Linked DNA regions of Athene noctua: region 1 is linked to region 2. A link is a contact called in public Hi-C data. All regions are on one chromosome and are shown on one strand. The core of a region is the stretch at or near the end of the contact, and the rest is flanking DNA. Distances in the headings are between cores, read along the strand shown.

Region 1 (4,717 bases), core at 65-2,564, 410 kb before region 2:
CCAAGGCTAAATCTAATATAAAGTCAGTCCTACAAAACACGTATGCAAGTTAAGATATGTTTGAAGGTTCAAGGCCACTGCTCCAAAGGAAGTCAGGCTCTCATACAGCCAAATATTTAAGGATTAAAATAATGGCTTTGAAGTTAATGTGATTGAAATAGTTGCTACTTATGTCCTCGGAGGTAGGTGCGAGAGTCAGGACCTTGCTGAATCAACACTTGTTTCTCATGTCACATCTGATAGGGAACTGCTTTCATGTGGTCTCAAATATCTTGAGGGGGTAAAAAAAAAAATATAACTCTCTATGTATATCTTTATCGTTTCTCTATAAAGATTGCTACAGGCATTTTCTTCTTGAGGCATTTCTCTTGAGGGTTCAATCACCACACCTAAGAAAATACAGGTTTTAAAAACGTAATGCAACTGAAAACAGCACCTCTACACCCACCTAGGGCATGGTTTCAAGAAGGTGGGAAAACAGAGTAAGTTTATTTTGCCCATCGCTGGCCTAACTTCAAGCCAGATGGGTTCCCTGCGGCCTGGCAGACAGCGGGAATGGGGGTCAACCAAAAGCACGGACAACACCGCGCGTCAAAGACGCCAGTGTACGCTTCAGGAAAAATTTTAATTCCTTCTGACCCTCTTCGAACTACTGACAAGGAAAAGATGTTTCCGGAGGGTGGGAGCACACGTTGTGTCCCCAGCAGTGTCCGTGGGGAAGGGAAACGGCCCTAAGTTACCACAGGAGGAGAGGACCAAACGGCTGGTGTGACACCGGGCGGGCCAGAGCAACACTGATCTCTCCCGGCTCTGAAACGCCAAAAAACTCGAGGAGACGCGTAACTCCGAACCGTCCCGGGGGGCAAATCCACGCACCAGCAACCCGCCGCCCACCTCGGCCTCGCCTCAGCGTCCCCTGCCCCGCAGCCCCTCCTCAGGCCCGCCCCGGGGTCCCCGTGAGGCGCCGCTCGCCCCGTCCCCTGCCCCGGGCGGCGCCCGCCAGCAGCGCGGCGGGGCCCAGCGCGGGCCCTGCCCCGCCGAGGGAAGGCCGCGGCGGGCGGCTCCGCGGCGCCACCGCCCGTAACGGCTGGAGAAGTTGAGGCGGGCGGCGGGGTCGCGGCTCTCGGCCTCCTTGTCCCCGCGCCGGTACCTGGTGGTGACCAGCACGGCGGGCGCCGGGCTGTGCTGCATGGCGCGGGGAAGCGGCGTCGCTGCGGATCGGCGCCGGCCCGGGAGGGAGAGGCCGCGTCCGGCCGTCACGGGGTCCCGCCTCCCTTCCCGCGGGCTGGCGGCGGCCGCCCTGCCGGATGTTGGCCGGCGGGCGGGCGGCTTTGGTGCAAAACGATCGCTGGGGGAGAGCGGGCGGAGGAAAACGGCGGGGCCGGGGGAGAAAGAAAAGGACGGTTCCGGCCGTAGTCGGCAGGATTCGAACCTGCGCGGGGAGACCCCAATGGATTTCTAGTCCATCGCCTTAACCACTCGGCCACGACTACACCGCCGGGCGGGTCAGCGGGCGCGGGCGCTGCACTAAGGCGCCCCCCGGCCGGCGGCGGCTCCCCCCGGCCCGGCGCCCCCCGGCCCGGCTCCCCCCGGCCCGGCGCCCCCCGGCCCGGCGCCCCCCGGCCGAGCGGGAGCAGCTCGCACGCACCCACCTGCCGGAAAGCGGGCGGCGGGGTGCTGCTCCGGTGGCTGAGCTCCGGTAAACGGCCGCCGGGTGCCTGGGGGCCCGCGCCGCGGCCGAGGGCCCAGCCGGGCGCGGGGTGCCCTGGCCGCGGGGTGTTTGGGGGCGCTGCCGGCCCCAGCCTGTGTTTTGGAAAGGCAGCAAGCCGCTGCTCCCTCTGCTGCCCCTCGCCGGCACTCATAGCTGCCCTGGGGAGCCACGCTTGTTTTCACGCGTCTGCGTGCACCCGAGTGGTTTTGTTTTCTTTCTCAGTGCTTCTCTACACGGGTGTGCAGAGCTCTTGCTGGGAAGCACCGAGAAAAAAAAGAACCGGGCACAGCTGTCTGCTGTTCACGCCTCAATAATCACAGCAGAAACCTAAGGAGATGCTGGGGAACGTTAGAAAAGCAGTAAAAACCAGACTCTGCAGCGGCATCAGTGTAGGCACCCCTGAACATGCTCTGCACCCCGAGTGGGTACGCAGAGGGTCCAGGGGTGCCCCCAGAAAGGAGTGGCCCCTAAAAGGGCACCTGGTGAGTGGATTAGGGCTTTTCATGCCGAAGAGAAACAGCTGGAGGAGTTGGGGATGTGCTGAAAGTCTGTAAAAATCAAGAGAGATCCAAAGGTGGCAGATACAGAGTGATCTTTTGCTGCTTCTGGTGAAACGAGAAGTCTGGAGCATGAAACTCATGAGTCAAAACAAACAAAAAAAGACTTTGTAAGTGGAGTTCCTTCCTAAATCCTGTTTGTTTTCTGTCCCTGGTTATCGCCACTGGAAGCCTTTTGTTAAGCGTAGTGTAAATACCACCACACGGGTGCAGCCTGCCTGGCACAGGAGTCGTGGTTGCCAGAAGTGCTGCAAGCCACTGGAAAATGCTTTTGAGATGTGAATCGTTCTCATGTGGCCTCTGAAAGGTTAAAAAGCTCTGGGCTGGAGTTCGTGAAAGTATATCCTAAATAGCTGTATGTCTAAATGAATTACTTCTCTAATGGCATTTTTATCCCCAGTTGGCTTCCTGGATAATCCAACTTACTCAGATAGTAACAAGGAGTAAGCAGCTGGCACTTGGCAACCTGAGACAGCAAAAATAGCGCAGGATCTGGGCTATGAGCCCCCGCTGAGGCAGTGCTTGTCACACTCACTGAGCAGTGTCCATCCAAACATCACCAAGTGCCTGTGAAGACGCTTCAAAACTGGGGCTTTTCTCCCCAAACAAAAGTGTCTGCTCAGCCCCAGTATGCTGCTGGGTTCTGTCTTTGACCTGGAGAGGTTCTGTGCACCGTGTCAGTATGCTCATGAAGAAATCCAAGAGTTGCCTGTTTATCAGATTTCTTAACAAGTCTTGTTATATCTGGCATTTTTATAACTTCACAGCCCATATCGTCAAAAACATCATGTAGTTGGAAAATAAAATATGTTTCAGTGTTGCTACCCTCTGAAAGGTGGTAAGAATCAGCTGACTTACCCATGAGGTTAGGGTAGGGTCTTTCATCAGATGATTGCTGCAAAGAGTGAATCTTGGCATAAAAGGTGCACAAAAATCAAACCTGACTGAAGAAAACTGTGATTGCTAATAGAGCTGTCTGCTGGAGCTGAGCAACAATCTTGCCTTTTTCAGAAGTGACCCCTCAGAATATTTGGAGCTTGATTCCCATGTTGCTTTGGATACCACGTTAAAAAAATTTCTTCCATTGGACTAATGTTTTTTTTTTCTTTTTTTTTCTCGCAGAAAAGAGTACATCAATGAGGGTTGGCCAGACCTTGCACCCAGGTAATCAGTCACAGAGGCACAGGGACTCATTAGTGTTGCTAATTGTCAACTGGAAGCCTGCAGGGGAAGGCCTATGGGAGAATGTGCAGTGAATCTGAGAACCAAGACCAGAAACAGTCATCACTATTAAAGTTATGATTTCCTACCGATATATGGGTTACCCTCAGCGGCTCCTCTACCTTCACGGGTCTCACTTGCCTCAGTTCAGTTGTGTATGAGCAAAAGAAAGAGAAAGAAACTCTTGGAAGTTTCAGGGCTCTTTTTTTTTGGAACTGCTGGATTTTTTTTCTGCCTCTTAACTTTCCAGTGCTGACTGGTTTGGTAGGTTGCTTGATTTATTTTTATCAATTTTTTTCCTTTTTTTTCCTTCCTTCTTGGACCCTGAACAAACTGACTCAACATCTTCATGCAGTCAGTATTCAGTAGCCTAAATTATGCATAGCTGCAGCAGCTCTGTAACAAAACTATTAATGAATTTTTGTATAATAACTGCCCATATACAATTCCAGATTTTTTAACAGCAGTTATGTGTGGTACTGTGTTAGAGTCTCAGTGCTTTCTGACTAGATGAGGCAAGGTCAAAGATGACTGCTCCAAGTGAAGAATATGCTCAAAGAAAAGGAGGCCAGTCTGATTTCAAAGGTCTCTAGAAATTGAAGGAGAAGCATGAATGGGAGTAAACAAGTAATGAATCTCAGTAAGTGGTTGAAGGATCTTAATTTGTCTTCAAGATGCCTGAGCATTGGGCAGTGTCCATGTAAGAGGAGCTCTTGCTGACATGGTATTGTCTTTAAAACCTAAAATAGTAGCCCCCAGAACACAGGGGTAATGGAGAAGACAGGTTTTAAGCAAAGAATGTAAGGAGAGATACATAAAACATCTATAACTGGTGTAGCCGTTTTATGAGTCAAGTGGCTGTTTCAATTTTTACCACCATCAAAAATCTTTTAACTGTTATTATTTCACTGAAATAAAAGGAAAATGTGGTAAGTTATTCTTAGAACTCAAAACTCAGACACCTAATGTAGGTAAAATCCAACTGCAATACAGTATCCTTATAAATCTCATTTTGGGACACCTTTTGAGTAATACACTTCTGCTGGTTTGGGTGCACTCACTGGGTAATCACCTGATGGCCTTCACCCTGAGCTGACTTCCATGGCATAAAACCCTTCTTGTCACTCTGAAGTAGTTTAAGTTTCCACTGTATCTAGTGGGTTATCACTTTGTGCTGTGAAAGAAGCACTACCTTGCCTCAGAGCAACAGCGTTTGGCACTGGCAGAG
Region 2 (4,620 bases), core at 389-2,888:
CTCTAATGATTTTTTCTATCATGTGGAGATGCAGAGTTGCTAATAAGAGGGCTGAGGTATATAAAGGTTCTGAATGAATAAATCTTAACTGGTATGTAGGTGAGTAAAAAGAAAAAATAACTCTTGTAAACTGTAGAAATGACTGTATCAATCTGATGTTGTTATTTGGTCTGCGGCGATGGGAAACCAAACGTTGCACAAATTGTTTTTGTTATATGTTTCTGCAACCAGAGCTTTGTTTCAGTGAGGAAAAAAAAAAGCTGGCCAAAGCATCAGTGGTGCACCTTTAAAAATTTTATTCTCTTTAATGATCAGGTGTGTCTTCCAGGCAGACAGAATCCTTTCCCGAAGGGTATTTTCTTTAATTAAAAATACCCTCAGAATTTAACTTTATATTTTATGACAGGGAGAAGTGAAAAAAGGGGGCTTTTTTAAGCAGATATTTGTCAGATCTAGGTTTGGTACTGTTTTTACTGGAAGGCTTTTTTGGGTAGATGGTGGTATTGTTTTTCTTTTTTTTAAAGTCATCTATTTTCTTTTTTTGAGAAGTCATACCCCTGCTTGAGATGTTCTGGTAAGCTTTACAATAGGAGTGCTCATTTATTTATTAATTTTTGGTTTTGGTGGAACGAGAGTGATAGGGATCAGTATTTATTCTGAAGACAGTTTGTAAGATCCCTAGCTACTTCATGCGTTCTTATGATTAAAAACTATTATGGCAGTTCCATTAAAGATTTTTTGCAGGCTGAGAAAAATCTTGCTCTCATAGCTTGTGGTTGAAACTGAAAGCTTCACCTTTAAGTTTACATAAAAGTTAATAAATCAAGCATCTGCTTTGTCCAGTCTATCCTTGTGTGTTTGTCTGCTATCTTTGCATTTGAATGATGCTGTCAGCCCCTAATTACTTTGCTAGAACAGCATTTGTTTCATAGAAGTGCTTGGTTAAATTATGGGCATGCACAGTCTCTTTAAACAGTGTAAAATCACTGATACAGTGATAAATTTGAATGGAACTAAAAGGTGATCTTGAATTCCAGTTTATAGATGAAAGCCGGAAGTACCTGAAGGGTTTAAAACACGTAAACTGTCAGAATTGGAGTGTTAAGACAGTATAAAATACACCAGGCACAATTGTTAGTTGATGGGCCGTGCAGAAATGTTGGACATAGATAATGTGTTATGTATGTCCTTGCAGTTACAAAAAATTAAATATGCTACAGCCATACCTGATACTGTATGTAAATCCAGATTAAATAAACTGTAAATCTATAAGATGTCACTGATTTGAAGAAGTGATTTACACAGAAGAAGCAGAGCGAGTAGGGGAGGAGCCTTTGGTCATTCACATATTAAGAAGAAATATAAGCAATGGGAAATACTTCTGCAGGTAAACAGTTCTTGTAACTGCAAGTCTGGTGCAATGAAACACTGAATTAGATCTCCTTTGGAGAGATTTGCTGTTAAATTTACTCAATATAAGTAACATTTCTGAGATGAGCAGAGGTTGTATAAATGGTATGAATTGCTTTCATTTCAGTGTGTAACAATATGCTATTATTTTGAAAAGAGATTTAATTTAAGGAATCAGTTGACAAAAAAAATCCCGGAAAACTATCAGACTGATATTACTCCTCTTCTTTGCAGACAGGATGGAATCTCTGACTCCCTCATCAAACACAGATGTGAATCTGAAGATAACTTGTATAGAATGCCATGCCGAATGCTTGGTTGTAGTATTCCAGGGTCAACGCAAAGTGGAATGTGAGCTTGACTATTGCATACTACAAAATGAAATACAACGAATATTCAAAGTAAAAGATAATGTTTACGTTGGTGGACCTTGTTTGGTGAAAGACACAGGAGGAGAATGGCATAGAGGAAGAGTTCTGGAAAAGAGAGGAAATATCTGTCAGGTTTTTCTTATAGACACTGGTCAAGTGCTAGTTGTTGAGGAAATGCATCTTGCTTCTGCTTGTGATGAATTGTTTCAGCTGCCTCCAAAGGTGGTTTGGGGTGTTTTTGCAAGCATACTTCCTCTTCGGGAAAAATGGCCTCCACAAGCCATTAATTATTTTTCATCTCTGGTAGGATTGACGATTAGAGGTTGTGTGAAAGCTGTTATACCGTATGAACTGTTTATTCTAGAAGTGCCAAAGATCATTAGTGATGTTCTTGAACTGCGATTAGGAAAATTTATTGATGGAGATTCATTTTGCCTTATTGTAGAAACGTTAAAAGTGTTTCCCCAAGAAACACTTTATAAAAGAGTGCCACAGGTGTTGCAACAGAAGTGTACAGTTAAGGAGTTGCTTACTTTCAGTAGTTCGGAGAAACCAACAGATTTTTGGCCAGTTCTAGATGACCTCTTTCCACGTCTACCTGTTGGCAGTAAGGAAAATGTAAAAATAACTGCTGCAGTAAACCCAAATAAATTTTACTGTCAGATACAGAAATGGCAGAAGGAGTTGGAAGATTTGACAGAAGCTATGCATTTGTACTATGAAGCTACCAGTACAGAAAATAAGAAATCTTTTGATAGCTTAGGTCTGGTCTGTGCTGCCAAAAGGCAAAATGGACAGTGGAATAGAGGAGTGATAAAACGTGTTATCTCTGACCATGTGGAAGTCTGGTTTATGGATTTTGGCAGTGTTGAAGCCGTGCCATCTAGCTGCGTTCAGAAACTCAAAGTAGAGTTCCTGGCATTACCAATGATTTCATTTCCATGTACACTGTCTTGTTGTGGTGGTCAGGATGAAACAGCAGTAAAAATTCAGCTGAAAAAACTTACACAGGCCTTGATAGAACAAACTTCTGTGTGTGTCCACGTTGATTTATTCAGTGACATTAAACACTTGTATTATATTACGCTGGAAAATGGAAATCTTGGAATTAATGCTCAGCATCCAGAAAACCAGGATGAGGCAGCTGCATCATGTGTCTCACTTCTGGAAACAAAAATAGCAAGTATTGCTGTGAACCAGAGACCATGTAATGAGAGATACAATTCATTTAAGAATTGTACTGGAAATAAACAGACACAAAATTGCTTACCTGAACGGAATATTTCTTTGTCAAGCCGCTGCAAAACAGTAGAAATGCAAATAAATTCTTTTCATACTGCTTTTGTGGTACATGTCATAAATCCATCTGACTTCTGGGTTCAACTGTGTGACTACCAGGATGAATTTAAAGCCTTGATGAAAGATATTGCAGATACATACAATCAGTGTGGAGCTGATGAAATGGTCCTTAAAAAGCCAGAACCTGGATTGCTGTGCTGTGCCCGGTATAGCAAAGACAGGCATTATTATCGGGGTGTTGTCACTGAAGTGCGTCATGTAGACATTACTGTGTATTTTTTGGATTTTGGAAACACAGACACAGTACCCTGTAATGATGTGAAAATGTTGCTTCCGGAGTTTTCCAGTTTACCAGCTTTAGCTATGTGTTGTGCACTTGCCCGTACATTTCCTGTTGATGATGTGTGGGTTAAAAAGGAAACCAGTTTCTTCAAAAACATTGTGTGTGACAAACTACTGCTGCTTCATGTCATTGGAAAGCAAAACAAGAAGCATGTTGTTAACGTGCAGTTTAGGAATGGTTTGCAGCAAGATGTTGCCACATGTATGGCTCAAGTTGGATATGCTGAATACTGGGAGAAGACACCAGATTCTGTTCTAAACTCAAGAAAATGTCAAAATCGGAATCCCTGCAAATTAAAAAAAGTAAACACACAGAGAATCTGTAATACTCATAAAAATAAGGTATCCAGAAATGGAGAGGTATTTCAGAAGGAAAAATCATTAAGTGTGCCTTCAGTGCTGAGAGAATTTGGTGCACCGTCATGTTTTGGAAAGGGTGCTATCCCTAAAAGGTGTAAATCAATATCTGAGGAAAAATTATTGTATAAAGAGTTTGTGTTTGAACCGGGAGCTGTTCTTGAAGTGGTGTGCTCTTACGTTGTTTCCCCAGCAGATTTTTCATGTCAGTTGCAAAGCAAACTGCCAGAGCTAAATAACTTAATGGAACAAATTCAGACTTACTATAGGGAGCATACCAGTCCCTACAAAACTGGACAGGTTGCTTGTGTTGTTAAATATTCCAAAGATAGGAAATGGTACAGAGCAAGCGTTGTGCAGCAAGTATCCACAAATGAAGTTGATGTGTTTTTTGTAGACTATGGTTATCAGGAAAGAGTTTTACTTCAAGATCTTCAAGCTGTTCTTCCAGATTTCCTAACTCTGGAAGGTCAAGCGTTTCGTTGTGGTCTTAAAAATGTACCCTTACAGGTCAACTCATTTAATTGGTCTGAAGTGTGTAGACATTTTGAAGACTTCATTTCTGGTTCTAGAGGACCACTGACTTGCATCATCTGTGCTCTGGTTCTTGTAAGCCCCGGCTGTTTATGCAATGTAGTTGACTTACAGACTCCATTTGTTAGTGCAGAGGAATTCCTCAGAGAACGTGGTCTCACTCAATCTGAATATATTGGTCTGAGAAACCTTGCATCTTTGGGTTCTCTGTACAGTTTTTGCTATTCATCCTTTAATATACAAACTGGAAGTGAGGAGGAGGTTTATATAACTCACATACATAGTCCTTCAAAATTCTATTGTCAGC

Evidence for each region. Hi-C and Micro-C count contacts between places; a contact is called where the count stands out from the background.
Region 1: a Hi-C map of liver shows a contact between it and region 2, with 5 times the contacts expected there. The contact joins the promoter of HS1BP3 here to the promoter of TDRD15 in region 2. A contact is called at or near these places in 2 of 2 Hi-C or Micro-C datasets (heart and liver).

Annotation. Positions count from the first base shown.
Region 1 is chr1:11,855,108-11,859,824 of bAthNoc1.hap1.1, reverse strand. It overlaps HS1BP3 (HCLS1 binding protein 3), which reads right to left and starts at 1,314. Exons shown (of 7, transcript XM_074895569.1): 1 at 1,151-1,314. The coding sequence starts at 1,191. It overlaps TRNAS-AGA (transfer RNA serine (anticodon AGA)), which reads right to left and starts at 1,493; the gene lies at 1,412-1,493.
Region 2 is chr1:11,442,335-11,446,954 of bAthNoc1.hap1.1, reverse strand. It overlaps TDRD15 (tudor domain containing 15), which reads left to right and starts at 1,638. Exons shown (of 1, transcript XM_074933498.1): 1 at 1,638-4,620. The coding sequence starts at 1,650.